Linked DNA regions of Mus musculus: region 2 is linked to region 1. A link is a contact called in public HiChIP or PLAC-seq data. All regions are on one chromosome and are shown on one strand. Each heading gives the region's core, a stretch centred on a gene start, on an enhancer-like site or on the middle of the called end of the contact. The rest is flanking DNA. Distances are from core to core; before and after follow the strand shown.

Evidence for each region. HiChIP or PLAC-seq counts read pairs in DNA pulled down with a chosen protein or histone mark.
Region 2: a contact with region 1 is called in an H3K27ac HiChIP or PLAC-seq map of embryonic stem cells, with 4 times the contacts expected there. The contact joins the enhancer-like site here to the promoter of Insyn2b in region 1. A contact is called at or near these places in 7 of 39 promoter capture datasets (the C10 cell line, cranial neural crest, embryonic stem cells and 4 more), 1 of 484 Hi-C or Micro-C datasets (embryonic stem cells), 1 of 115 datasets of contacts at active chromatin or transcription factors (embryonic stem cells) and 1 of 9 other capture datasets (liver).

The regions. Positions count from the first base shown.
Region 1 is chr11:34,313,558-34,316,257 of GRCm38.p6, reverse strand. It overlaps Insyn2b (inhibitory synaptic factor family member 2B), which reads right to left and starts at 1,436. Exons shown (of 4, transcript NM_001025382.2): 1 at 1,313-1,436. The region is part of intron 27 of Dock2 (dedicator of cyto-kinesis 2); the gene reads left to right.
Region 2 is chr11:34,737,684-34,740,383 of GRCm38.p6, reverse strand. All of the region lies in intron 2 of Dock2 (dedicator of cyto-kinesis 2), which reads left to right. Among named protein-coding and RNA genes, the nearest start is that of Gm51858, 44 kb to the right of the region's middle. Within about 2 kb of position 1,258, at least 48 of the 459 cell types and tissues checked have an H3K27ac peak or open chromatin away from gene starts, as enhancers often do. A contact at or near this core is called in embryonic stem cells, where this site is marked.

The DNA.
Region 1 (2,700 bases), core at 187-2,686:
CTCTGTTTTAAGAAGCAATTTCCTATCCGGGCACCTGGCATGCTGCTTTGGTATGGATGAGTGGCTGCCTCATGCCGTGGTAGTAAATATATGTCGATTATAGAATTTCTGCCAGGAATAAAAAGAAGAGGGTTCTAATTGGCTCAGATTGCAGGGAATCCCCCAACTCCCCGAGAACCCCATGCAACATTAAGGCTTTTCTAGGTCATTGGAGGGGATGGGAGTTTGAACTTTTAATGATATAAAGTTGGAGCAGCAGTCGACCTTAGGGCTATGTTGGCTGCCAGGGCAAATAGTCTGATTGTCACCCCAACCATCCTTCCCCAATTTCTCTAAGCATTTTAGATACGGCAGGTATGAAAGTCTGGTCTCAAACTTGTGAAAATGGGAGAGGGCCAAGACACACTTGCCATTTTGAAGACAATCTTGAAAGGGGCTAGCCGTCAGAGAAGCACTAAGTGATTCCATTACTCCTTCATTGCATGAGAAATCGTGAATGGCTATTCAATTCAAATGACAGAGCCTTTAATGAACCTACTGCCTGTGGCTCGTTCTACTTCAGGGAGTCTGTTAGTCACATCTGTGTGATCACCTAAGGATCGATACCAAAGTGAGCTAGGCTGTGGTAGAAAAATCAGGATGCTTCCGGTTCAAGATAAAGCAGTCAATTTTTGATTAACAGGCAAATGCAAGTGACTTGTCTAAACTTCCATGACAGTGCATGCAAATCCTAGTGAAAGGCACCCAACCGGGCTTTTCTACATGCTGATCTGGACAAAGAAATTAACAAGCTGGTAAAGTGACTTTGATTGATCTGTGAACTCTAACACACTGACTGATTCCTAATAAAACAATAATGGTTTATTTCATAAAATGGTCAAACTCTCCAATGAAGAATGGAAAACCCCTCTCTCTTTTTTCATTATTTAAAGATAGAAAGAAAAAAAAGGCAGAGAAGTTTCCTTAAACAAACCCTAAGAGAATGCAGCCCGTTCGAGGTAATTCCAGCAACTTGAGCTCCTCTGAGGTTCGCTCTTTGCATTTCCTCCTCTTCCAATTCAAATCAAGCCACTGGGAATAACAAGCCTTGCGGATCGAGGCGTTTGGGGCAGCCTGCAGTTCTGACAATGGTGGATTTTCACCACACACACCCACACAAGCTCACAGTCTCAGCACTCATTTAAACCAAAGATTTAAAGTAGACTGCTGTCCAAGAGACAACAGCATTTTTTTCCTACAAGATCATCGATTTAAAAAAAAAAAGAAAAAAGAAAAAAAACAAAAAAAAATCAAACCTTCCCATATCTCTTACCTCCAAGCAGTGGAATTACCTGCAGAAGATGCCGCCCCTTCCTTGTACAACGAGCCAGCCTTTGACCAGAAGCAAGATAACTCCAAACGAAGGAAAAAATAAGCCCTTTATATTGTAATTTTCACTGTTTATATGCAAGAAGTGTAGTGGGTCTGCTCACGTAGGAATAAATAAAAAGCCGAACAAACTGCACAGCAGCTACCATGTGAAAAGAAAAGCCCTCTAGTGGCCACAGGATGAATTCTTTAAGGAAGGGAGAGAAGAGAGGAGACGGAGGGAGCAGGAACTGAGGAAGCCCAGGTAAACACACACACACACACACACACACACACACACACACACACACACACACACACACCACACACACCTACCTCTAGCTCTTCAAACTCTAGAATCTCCCTTCCCTACATTTAGGCTACCCAGAGGTATGAAATCCATCTCTTAATTTCAGTGCGACCTTGTTAAGTTAGCCAGGATGCAGCTGCTTCAGCCTGGTTTGAAAGAGTTGAGTAATTTCACAAACTCACTACTACCCACCCTGGAGGTCTCGCCAGGAAATAACAAGCAGGTGGGATCCCCAAGGCTTTGGATTCCTACACTCAAAGTGGCTAGAGCCCCCTGAAAGTCTAAGCTTGGTGCTTTGGGCCAGATATCCATGTTTTCTAAACATGGGGTGGGTTTAGCGGTCACCAGCTTCTGTGCAGGTGACCTGCTTAGTCATCGAGTTCCTTCTTTTAAAAGGCCACTCAGCTGTTCCAAAATGATCCATAATACTTTTAAGTGAGGACCCTACATCTTTGCCTCATTCCGTTCTATAGCTGGCCCTGCTGACTGAGAAGGCATGACACCCCTAACGTCCTAATTGAAAAACACCAGGAAGCAAACGAGAGCCTGTACCTATGTTAGCTACTTTGGCAAATGAGTGCATGGAACACATTAAGCAACCTAAGAGACCTACCAAAGAATGCAGAGGGTACTTCCTAGGGGCCATAAGCACTGTCCATCACTCGAGCAGACCTACAGGCTGGCTGATATACAGGTTACATGCATGCATATTCAATATTTTTAACAACAGGAGACTTTTTTAAACAAAGGCCACAGACTGTCAGATACACACACACACACACACACACACACACACACACACACACACACAGAGAGAGACAGAGACAGAGACAGAGACAGAGAGACAAGAACAGAGACAGATAGACAGACACAGAGACACACACTCAGGTATCACACACCTTTATTTTTCAAATAAAATTTCAAATAAAATTTCAAATGAAATTTCCAAGCCTATCTTCAGCAGTGGGAGTCCCTGGACACTCCTTGTATCCCACCAGTAACCAGGCAACCTTCAAAAAAAATCTGGCCTGGCCTGGTTCACA
Region 2 (2,700 bases), core at 9-2,508, 420 kb before region 1:
TATACTTCTAGCTGGCTTGGAACTGGTTTTATAGACCAAGGTGGCCCTGAACTCATAGATCACAGAGATCTGCCTGCCCCTTCTAAGTACTGGGATTGAAGACCTGGGCCACTGTTAATTCCAAAAATGTGAGGAAAAAAGACACTGACCCAAATCATCATGGTCAAATTAATTAAAGCAAGCCTTTTAAAATTCATGTACATGGGCTGCCTCCCGCAATGGTGAGGCTCGAGAGGTCAGCGTTGGATGTGAGGAAGACAAGGGTTTTATAGTTCAGGAGTATGTAATGGGCATTTGGTGGGCAAAATAGGCAGGGTTGCAGAAGCAGAACATAAGCATAACAAGTTAGTTATGACACAAAGAGGTAGTTGCAAGATGGGCAAAACAAGGTAGTCATAGCAACAAGCAATCATATAACCTTTTGAAACAAAGATAGGGTTGTAAGATGGTTATAAGCAACAGACATGGTTGTTGTTTCTTGGAACAGGCAGTATAGAATCATTTATAGTTACCTGTGGGGTATAGCCCAATCTTTGAGAAGCAGAAGTTTAACCATAAACAGGAATGAACCTGGTCTGTCTATATTATAAAATGGTTTTTTTGCTTAAGGAGGAGGCAGGTTGGTTCTTCACCACAATGCCTTGCTGTCCCCTAGACCACAGTGGAGGGTGTTCTTCTGAGGTAGCTGGTCTTTAGAATCTTCTTCGTAAGGTGTTCTCGGAGTTGTATGTGGACACTATACTTACTCATTCCCTGCCCGGCTTGGAATGACAAAAAAGTCTGTTTACGGATACTTGTGTATGTCAGGGCTGTGGGGTCTATTATAGTAGTAAGGGGGGGGGGGGCTCTAGACAGAGACTCCAGAAAATTTTTGGACTTGTTTCCAGTAAAATATGACCGTGGGGAGGGGCAAGGAAAGAGGCTACTGGGAGATTTGAGTTGTTATAAAGCAATGTAATACTTCACTGTTTTCTACAGAGAGTATCTCATGACAGGGTTCTGAGAGCCAGCCTTCTTGCCCGCCAACATCTGCAGCTCTTCAGAGCTGTCAGATGCCCTTGCCTGCAGGACTGTGTGGGCCACAAAGAGCTCTGGGTAGGTGGTGAAGGATTGAATCTACCATGGGTAGAGTGGGGCACACCAGAATCTACAGCACCTTCTGTACTAGCAACCCTGTCAAGGGTGATTGTGACCCAAACAATGGGGACATTGTGAGCTCTTCACAGGGGATCATTTGAAGAACCACTCTGCCAGGAGGCCTCCTTTGTTCAGCTGTGTGCGAGAAGCTGCTGGGTGTGAAAGGGATTCTATTGTTTGGAGGATGCTGCTCCACTCTCTGAAAGTTGAAACCCACTTTTCCTGTTTTTTTGAATGAGGGTGGGGCTGAGATGTCAGTGAGCTTGAGTTCTGTCTCATTTATTCTGTTGTTATGGAAATATGTTGAAAGGACATCAATAAAAAGAATGAGATTCTAAGTCTGTAGGTTCTGGAAACAAAATAGAAAACATTTCTAACTTGTTGGATTATGATATTAATTTAACTATTGTCCAAAAAAGGACATGGTACCCACTAACCTTTTGAATATTTTCCGTATGGCAGGCACAGGGAAATAGATCCCTCTGAACACTTCACACAATTTAAATTTGACAAGGCAGCTGTGATTATTCCTATTCAACATGTCACTTGTCAACGATCACTCAGATAGGAGGACTCAGATCTTCATTCTAAGCCAAGTTTTGACTACACACTCATTTTTAAATACATACATTTTATTATCTATAGTGGAGGTATACAACATAATGGTATCCTTCGTCCCTCCCTCCCTCCCTCCCTTCCTTTTTTCTTCCTTCTCCTGCTCCTTTTAGATTTTATTTCTTTTATATATGTGGGTAAAACATCTCTCTCTTCAGACACACCAGAAGAGGGCATCAATACCATTGCAGATGGTTGTGAGGTACCATGTGGTTGCTGGGAATTGAACTCAGGACTTCTGGAAGAGCAGTCAGTGTTCTTAACCACTGAGCCACCTCTCCAGCCCCTTGTTATTGTTTTCTTAACTGGAGTCTGTCTGCTGCGCGTGTCCTTCTTGACTTCTTCAGTTTGCATATCTACTGCTTTGTATCTTCTGACCTATGTCTCGAATTTCCTGAATATATTCCTGAATATAACCTGTTCATATTGTATTTTTTGTGTGTATGTTTCCTGGACCGGTCCTTTGGCACTGCCCAGTTGGTGTGCTCTTCTCTGGGAAGACCAGCCCTCCTACTCCCAGCATTCCTCAGTTGCCTGCATGTCTTTGTGTTAGATGGTGGCCTCTGTGGCTTGTTCTTGTCTACTTAGGTGTGTCCATTGGTTTCATCCTTGTTCGGCTCACATTCGGGCTGTCATGATGGTGTTATGGAGTTAACTTCTGATGTTACTAGGAGACACCATCTCAGAGCAAACTCCCTGACCCTCTGGTTCTTTATTGTTATTAGATGTCACACGCAGATGAGATCATAGAGTATTTTTTTTCTGCTATGTGCTTATTAAAGGCATGCACCACCACGCTCAGCTGAGTAGTGTTCTGCTTGTATAGTGCACTTGATACACCTCTGCTTCTTTGTTCACTCACTGATGGGTGCTTCCTGGTGCACGACTTTAATCCCAGCACTCGGGAAGCAGAGACAGGCAGATTTCTGAGTTCGAGGCCAGCCTGGT